Regions from separate parts of the Mus musculus genome. Here all the other regions are linked to region 1. The links are chromatin contacts, called in public HiChIP or PLAC-seq and Micro-C maps. All regions are on one chromosome and are shown on one strand. Each heading gives the region's core, a stretch centred on a gene start, on an enhancer-like site or on the middle of the called end of the contact. The rest is flanking DNA. Distances are from core to core; before and after follow the strand shown.

Evidence for each region. A called contact is a pair of places that touch in the nucleus more often than the background predicts. HiChIP or PLAC-seq counts read pairs in DNA pulled down with a chosen protein or histone mark.
Region 2: a contact with region 1 is called in an HNF4G HiChIP or PLAC-seq map of pancreatic cancer cells. The contact joins two enhancer-like sites. A contact is called at or near these places in 7 of 484 Hi-C or Micro-C datasets (the C2C12 cell line, cerebral cortex, embryonic stem cells and 3 more), 11 of 115 datasets of contacts at active chromatin or transcription factors (bone marrow-derived macrophages, craniofacial prominence, differentiating embryonic stem cells and 7 more) and 1 of 9 other capture datasets (embryonic stem cells).
Region 3: a contact with region 1 is called in a Micro-C map of muscle stem cells, with 4 times the contacts expected there. The contact joins two enhancer-like sites. A contact is called at or near these places in 5 of 484 Hi-C or Micro-C datasets (the C2C12 cell line, muscle stem cells, myocytes and 1 more).

The regions. Positions count from the first base shown.
Region 1 is chr2:115,604,420-115,607,235 of GRCm38.p6, reverse strand. The region is part of intron 1 of BC052040 (cDNA sequence BC052040); the gene reads right to left. Among named protein-coding and RNA genes, the nearest start is that of BC052040, 24 kb to the right of the region's middle. Within about 2 kb of position 1,330, at least 20 of the 459 cell types and tissues checked have an H3K27ac peak or open chromatin away from gene starts, as enhancers often do. A contact at or near this core is called in muscle stem cells, myocytes and pancreatic cancer cells, where this site is marked.
Region 2 is chr2:115,854,547-115,857,362 of GRCm38.p6, reverse strand. No RefSeq gene overlaps it. Among named protein-coding and RNA genes, the nearest start is that of Gm31590, 49 kb to the right of the region's middle. Within about 2 kb of position 1,357, at least 48 of the 459 cell types and tissues checked have an H3K27ac peak or open chromatin away from gene starts, as enhancers often do. A contact at or near this core is called in pancreatic cancer cells, where this site is marked.
Region 3 is chr2:115,779,390-115,782,205 of GRCm38.p6, reverse strand. No RefSeq gene overlaps it. Among named protein-coding and RNA genes, the nearest start is that of Gm52524, 3.9 kb to the right of the region's middle. Within about 2 kb of position 1,480, at least 73 of the 459 cell types and tissues checked have an H3K27ac peak or open chromatin away from gene starts, as enhancers often do. A contact at or near this core is called in muscle stem cells and myocytes, where this site is marked.

The DNA of each region.
Region 1 (2,816 bases), core at 81-2,580:
GCGTGACTCCTATAAACAGGTTTTAACCCAACAGGAAAGAACTGGAAAAAATATTTCAGTGTGTGTTAAGAAAGTCCACTTGAAATAAAATACAAAGATACCAAGAAGGGAAATTAAACTACTAGAGACTGGTCTCACCCAGCAGCGGCCTTTTCACTAGAATCCAAAATGGCTTATTCTAGGTGCTTTTCAACCAGGTAATGAAAAGCCATTTCAGTTAAGAGCTGCAGTTCTGGGGTTACGTCATAAGGCCCCTTGTTGCTTGATATCCACCCTTCTACATGTTATCCCCTATACCATTTATTCCTGATTCGGGAACAACAGGTCAGCCCGGAGACTAAGAGGAGAGGACCCAAATTTCATTTCTCTGCTCTCAACAACTTTAAAGAGTGGTCAAATCTATGCACATAGAAGTCACATATTCAGTTATCATCTAAACCAAAAATTGGTCAGACACTTGCCTGGCTTATAGGGAGCCTGGGGCTGGATCCTCAGAAACACACACACCAGGACAACAAATAAATAAATCCAACCCAGAAATTACACTGAAGCTGCTATATCTAAAAATCATATAAATGGGAAAAGAAATATCCAAGCTCACATAAGGTACAATTAGGGATACATTAAACATATGTGTAATATATTATGGATTTATATACAAAAGACATTTAACAGTGTCCATGTGTGACATGCTTTGGGAAAATCAGCATCGAGGTTATCTGCTGTGACCTCTTGTCTGCAGAAAGTGAAGAGGCTTCGGGAATTGTTAGATAACAGTCAAAAAAAAAAAAAAAGAAAGAAAGAAAGAAAGAAAGAAAGAAAGAAAGAAAGAAAGAAAGAAAGAAAAGAAAAAAAAACCAAAACACCCCACCCTGCTTGTCTGTAAAGAAGCTAATGAAGCAAGGGATAAGCTGTGGTCAAATTCCCACTTCTACAATCAAGTCTTATCGCAGGAGCCCAGGAAGGGGAGTGCATCTGTCATATGTTAATGACTTCAAACCAATGGCTGAACTTCTAGGTGTACATGAAAACTTGAAAGCACTTCACAACTCCTTGTGGGTATAATTAGCCTGTTGCAATTGTTGGCAATTCTCATCTTGGGACTTTAAAAGGTCACTCTGCTCTCTAAGATACCAAATTTGGAGTCACTCTCCCTTCTGGTCAGATTAAGCACACCCTACAATTAGTACCCTCCCTCCCCCCAGCCCCTGCACCTGTTGCAAAGCCTCTTTCTTCAGTGATGAAAATGGGGGCAGTCAACAACATTCTGAATTCTTAAGGGATTATTCAAGGCCTTGGAAAGCAGGCACTGAACAAGTATGATGTCAGCTGTTGAGGTGATTGATGGTGGTCACCCTGACCACAGACAGAAGCTCTGCAAACAGGGCCAACTTCACTGACTCTTCCATCTCAGAAGCAGCCAGTGTGCAAGGCTGCTATTTAACAAAGCTAAGCTCTTCATGATCTAGCTGATTTTCTCCAAGGAACATAGAGAATTGCAGATCAAAAAAAAAAAAAAAAAAAAAATGAGATTCAACTAATGAAACAGCATTACTGATTTATCTAAATTATGGTACAACTTACTAACAGTCTCATATGGAGAATTTTTCTAATTTATGTTTATAGCTCAGAGCTATATAATTTTCTAATCTATTAATCCTAATATATTCTATGCATTCCATAAATTGACAATGGCAGTAACTTTACTGCTATATGGCAAAATAACAATGTAAATATCTAAAGGATATAGTTTTAAATGGAGATACACTGAGAAAAGAGAAATTAATTTTAAAAATCCAATGTGTAAAGTTTGAGAAAATTTCATATAAGTGTCAGTAAACATATTTGTCAGTCTTAAAAATAAAGCATAAATTCTATTTTTTCTTCCACCCCTTTCTGTCTTTCCTTTCTTTCTCTTTTAATGACAGACCATCAAGGACTGGGCTCAGAATTTCCCATTCTCTTTGAGTCGTGTGAATCACTAATACTTGCCACAGCATCAAAATAACTCTCTGGCAGCTAGTACATCTGGCTCCATGAATGCAGAGATATACTGTAAAGCCTTCCTAAATGAATAGTTACCTTTAGTATTTAATAAGTCTCCCAGGCAAAGCCTCTTACTATCACTACAGTATTTAATAAACCACCATAGGTGCCTCACCCACATTTAAAGTTTCTTCAAATACATTCAAAATTTTATGACATAGTCTTAAACACATTTTTTTCAGTAGAGTTAACTTCACTTATGTTAATTAGTCTATTTTCTTCTGTGTATTAAATTATATGTAGGAATATATTTCAAAGATCAACTGAAATGACAATATAAAGGTTAAATTAGTGAGACTTACAAAATCAGCATCTCAACTAGAGAAGAGGCTAACAAGGGGATTGGTGAGGTTCCCATCACTCTCCAAAACACATTTACTTTTAAAAATATGTTATTTAATTATGAAGTCACCATTATTTTTTAGGTTTGCTGTTGGGGCTGTATAGTAATCAAATTTAGAAAACTATAAATTATATTTAAATTTATTATTTACAAGCAATTAATTATAAAAAACAGCCAGGTGGCTTTCATTACATAAATTACTGCTAATGACAGAGACCTCATGCTGCTGCCGTATTTAGCATTTGCATGTGTCAAGTACAGAACTACCCTCTTCAGGGTGGAACTGGAGCACAAAGGCAAGACACCCAAGTTCAGATTACACCCCAACTAATTGTCTCCTTCCCAGAAAGTCTGAAGGTTTCATCATTTGCTACAGGGAACTTACACTGCAATAACATTTTGGTGTAAAAGCTTTACAACCAGATTC
Region 2 (2,816 bases), core at 108-2,607, 250 kb before region 1:
CCGTGGCCTTTTTTATCAAGGGAGTCAGGCTTTGTTAATGTATTTGTACTTTTCTGCTTTCAGTCTAGGTTTCTGCTTTGTAGGAAGGAGGAGGTACAAGGAGGGGGAGGGGAGCAGAACACAAAGACTATCTAGTTCTCACCGAGCAGGTTTCAAAATAGAACTTAATGGGAAGAAAGAATAAAAATAAGGAGGAGTGTGAGAATTGTGCATTACAACAAATTTACCAGTACACGAAGAATTTTTTTTCCTTTTGAGGATTTTGTTTTCTTCATATTGAAACATTTTCAAATTTTAATCCTTAGCAGACAAAACCTCAATATAAATATGACATGGGCCACTGGCAAAAAAAAAAAAAAGAAAAAAAAAAGAAAAAGAAAAAAGAAAAGAAAAAAGAAAGAAAGAAAAAGAAAAAAGAACTTAAACTCAGTGCCCAGAGGGGAGGGGCGCAGGGAGAAGAGAGGGCCCTTTCTGATTAATAACTAGCAGGGTAATGTTGAGGGCTTTTTCTGCCCGATTGCCTTTTTGAATTAGAGCCGATTTCTTCACACTTCAATAGTGCCTGTCTCCTTTAAAATGATTGGCAGATCTGTTTCTCTTTTTTCTCTCCCTGAGACTTAATGATGTAAATTTTCTAATTAGTTAAATCATATTGCTTAAAGGGCTAATATTTACCGTGTAAGAAATGATCATTCTGATTTGGACCTCTTGAAATATTTCGAGAAATAACATTTGGCTTTTAGGTTGAGGGATGGGGTGGGGGGAGGGGGGAGGCGCTAGTGGAGTGAGGGAAGGCACGGACCGGCAACATGTTAAATTAATAGTTCAAGTTGAGCTGGGCTCACACCCCAAGTCCGCTTTTATTTTTCAATCAGCGAAGATTTAATTGGCAGCCCTCGGGCCGGGCGATCTGATATTTTCTCATTAGTTTCCCATCACTAATCTTGAGTGGTAGGTTGTCTTACAGGTTGTCAACATTTGACCAATTTTATTTAAGGGGGGTGGGGGGTGGGATGGGGGCGCATTATGACTTCGGGATGTGAGACCTGCAAATAAATCCTGCTTGGATCAGCGGAACTAACAGGCGAAAAAAATGTTGACTATTCATCGTCGTTTCTAATAAGTTGCATTAATATATATTTCAAGAGGGTGTGATTATATGTGCTCTGTAAAGACACAGATGAAAAGAGGTCGGAGCTGCAGCACTAAACTAGTTGAAGTGAAACGTAGATACATTTCCAGCCGAAGGTAAATAAGCCGAGTGGAATCGTTGTTGAGGGTTTAGGAGGTACGATCCTCCTCCCCTTCCTCTTGCAGCTGCGTGAAACCGCCAAGCCTGTGTCACCGAGCTCTGAGCGGCTCCGCGGGCTGGTCCACAGATAACATCAGAGCGCCCCCTGCTGGCCTTCAGGGCAGACCGCGGCGGGACAGCCCCCCGCGAAGCCAACGGTGTTTTTCTGCGCCCCCCACCCTTCTCCACCTACCCTTTCCACTACTCTCACCCTCGTCCGCTGCAGCGAGGGAATAGCTTGTCATGGCTGAACATTTAAATGAATAAATTTTAAAAATAATAATAAAACAGGAAAGTACTCACACCTTTCACTTGGCCTCGGGGAATAAACGACCAAATGCCTAAGCAAAAGGATTCGTTTTCTAATCTCCTTATTCTGTAGGGGTTTGATCAAGTTTGCTTTTTCCCCCCTTGCAGATTTAACTTCCAAAGATATATTTTAATGGACAACCCTGAAGGCTTTTTATTATTATTGCTATTAAAAAATAGATATCTGATGAGGGGCAACAAGAAATGCCAAATAATATTTCTTGTACTTGTAAAAGCAAACTCCGGGGGGGGGGATTTCACAGGTTTATAAAAGTCTACAGGAATCGCTTTTGGAATTTAAGCAGTTCTCAATTTGAGGTAATTCCTTTTGCACACATCTTTGGGATCCCAGAGCATTCAAAATGTGTGTGTGTGTGTGTGTGTGTGTGTGTGTGTGTGTGTGTGTGTGTGTCTGTCTGTCTGTCTGTCTGTCTTAGTTGTCACAGTATCCATACACAAACAGGTCTTTTCCATGCCTGTGTTTTTCTTCCCTGACCCTGTTTTCTTGCTTTTGCTGAACGCGGACAGAGCGGCTGAAGCGCACCCCAATATCCTGCCGCCTCCGGAGTGTAAGCACTTCATCTCTCTGCACCGCAAGGTGCGCCGTTTGGTTTCAGAGAGTTGGGGTTTGGTGCACAGCGGCGTACTTCTAGCGTCCAGATTACTCTCTCCTGGGATTTCTGCACAGGGTAGAAGGCGCAAGCAAGCAGGTAACGCGACCCATCTCCATCGCCTCTGCCTCTGGGAGAAGACGCTGACAAAGCAGCCGTGTCAGAAGGGTCTCCCCGCCGCAGTTGGACCCCCCACATCAGACATGGCAATCTACCACGCGGAACGACTTTGGCTTCTCAGGGAGTTTTTGGTTTTTATTTTAAAGAATCAGATTGCGGGTTTTTCTGAGAGCAATTCTGAGGAACGAGGCTCTGGGGAAGGAAAGAACGGTGCATTTGGAAAAGGTGTGTCTTTCCTCCCCAGTGCTTCTAATTCTTGGATTGCGCAATCCATTCTCTACCCTGGCTCTTCTGCAGATTCCACTTTCACATCTCAGATCCCCACCCTCGTTTGTGGATGTTGGAGGTCTGGGTCAGGCACCCTGGGACCCCACAGAAAGGGGCGCTTCTAGGAAAAGGCAGTGGTGGGAGTTAACCCAGATCTTTTGGGCAGAATAGGGATGGCTAAGTGCAGCTGAGCTTGAAATATTGTTAGGGACTATTGT
Region 3 (2,816 bases), core at 231-2,730, 170 kb before region 1:
TAGTAAGAACACAAATTGCATTTGTTTTTCAGTTTACTCAAAAAAGAACTTTGGTTTCCTATAAAGAGGTAGTTTTGCCTGGATTTTGATTCTTTCCAAAATAGTTTCAAAAAAAAAAAAAAAAGAAAGAAAAAAAGAAAAAAAGAAAACAGAAAGTCTACACAGACATACTAGGTTATTTCTGAATGAATGAATTTTCTTTGAATGAATGAATTTTCTTTGGATGTGAAAAAGGATCAGTTTAAGTAATTCTAGAAATCTCTTTAAACAGCAGCAGCTTCCAGGAGAATTCATAGCCATTTTAGGTTAATGGTCACTGCTTTCATGTTTGGCCCTCAATTAAACACTAAACTTCTACTGTTATTACGCTATTGATGTGGTTATATTTCATGGTGGCATTTCAAAATGACCTTCTTTTAAGAGTGAAGATGGTCTGACCACGTAGTGTAGGGTGGTCAGTTGCACTTGACATGGCTACCCTGGTCTACCTTCAGTGCACGAATGGTTGAGCTGCGGACTCTCTCCACTTTGCTCCCGAGAGCCTAGTTCTCTTCATCCTCCTCTATGGCATGAGACAGCTCAGAAGTTCGAGAGGGAAAAGGAATGAAAAAGAAACACATCTGTTGCCTTATTGAAATACCAAACTAAGCCCTGTTATATCATCTTGAGTGTAGGGAGTAAATCCGGTTTAGCAAATACCTTGTGGACATAAGTGTGGGCAAGTTATGCTCAAGGGAAAAAAAAAAACCTGTTATATGTATCTTTTCTTTCTAAGTGACTCTAAATGCTTAGTGGTTGTAGGTAACTAGATTGAACCCTGCCATCTTTGTCCTCACACCGGAAGCACCCAGCACAAGTTGTACTCACCTAATCAATGATTTGTGTTTTTTATAAAGTAGGCATGGCACCCAGCTTGAACTCTGTTACACTCACTGAAATGAGTCAAGGCATCACGTGAAAACTTCCTGTCCCCCATGTATTGTAGAAAAGTTTTTTAAAAGGCTTTTTGGAATGACTTTGATCAAGCTTTGAAATCATTTTCGTGGATCACTATTGTATGAAAACTGTAATTTATGGTGCCTGACCTGAGCAGTTCTTTGTCTCACACCCATATTCAAAACAATAGCAGGAAAGCACAAAACTCGAGGGGAACCCTGGCTCTTCTGGTTATTATTTAATTCATAATCCCATCTTTCCTTATTTAACCTTTAGAGCCACGCATTTTCTTTATAAAATAGCTTGAGATTGGGTTCCTCCAGAAAGGAAGGGCAGTGAGATGTTAGATAGGCCCAACCATGTCACTCATGACCCCTCCTTACGAGTGACTCAGGTTGAGATAGGCAACTTGCGCTTTGGTGACACTGCAGGCACATTTCCATTGTTTGCCTGGTAAGTTCCCTCTCGGTTTGTTCTTTAACCCTAGTCAAGAATGTGCCCACAGGGAGGGCGTCTCCTCCCATCCTTGTCATCAAATACTTATTCTATGAAGCAGTCTCCTCTCAGTCATGGGTAATGGCCAGCTGCTCTCAAAATAATCCAGCAGAGTGACTCACTAAGCCAGACAGAAAGTTTACTGTTTTAATTCATAACTCTGATCAGCTGAACACAATCACATGAGCTGAAAGACTCTATAAAACCTTCCAGGTCTTGGCTTCTTTTGTGTGTGTGTGTGTTTCCCCCCTGAGACAGAGGCTCATACTGTAGCTTTGGCTGGCCTAGAAACTTCTATGTAAACCAGACTGTCCCTGCTTCTTGAGGGTAGGGATGACGTTTGCTACCGTGTCCAGCTTTGTTGCCTCCTTTTGCCAAGACATTTACCTAAGGCATGAATCTTGTATGAAATATTTTTAAGTTAAGCACACAGGACGATCCTATAGGCACGGGTGACATGCACTCTGGTGTTGTGGCTGGTGAAGTGCATGAGTTTTGCTTTTACTTGAAGAGATTAGTCAGTTGTGACCTCCCAAGGGTCTAGAGAAGATGTATCTTGCTTCTGGGATCATGGTCTACAAAGAAACAATGAAGAGGAAGGCATAGCCACATGGAAGGAAATTTGAGGTGAATCAAAGGGAAGATGACCAGGAAGAAGCAGGAAGAGAACAAACACACATCGTTCTTTAGATTTCATTTAATTGAAACTCCAGGTCTGAAACAGGCTCAAAGGAGCAAAGACCAGGTATCTTGGTTCCAGTGTAGAAAGTAAACAATAGGCGCAGGTCCCAGGGAGAGTCAGTGAGCTAACTGTTCACTTGGGTGCTGGGTGTTAATTAGCATCGCCAGCCAGGGGACTATTTAGACTACCTCATCAGGACTCTACGCAGCGTCCTCCCTGGTGACTCTCAGGAGTTAATGCAATCCCCAAAGACCAATAATTCATCATTTTTTTTTTTCAGAGTGGTGTTAAGCCTTGCATGGGGTGATGAGGGCTTATACTTAAAATGAATACTTCTGTTAAGAGGTGAACTTCAGAACTCTGAACTTTCTCATGTGTAAAAAAGGTTGACACACACCTTACTGGAAGGTAAAAGAAAAGATTGCCAATTGTTTATGTTTTTTTAAGGAAGGGGAGAGACTGACAGAGAGGAGTCGCACAGTCACCATGAACATCAGGTGGATCAGATGGACGTGTTTGGAGTCCATCCGTCTCCACTCTGCAAAGGGGTCTGGTGTGTCTGAGGGTACAGGTGTGTGGCAAGTCTCTGTGACAGAGGGAACACTCTTTAGAGTTATGTTCCACTCATATTCCTGCATCCTGACTTGGTGCACTCATCATCACAGTGTGCAAAATGGTCCATAAAGATATTAAAGAATTTGGC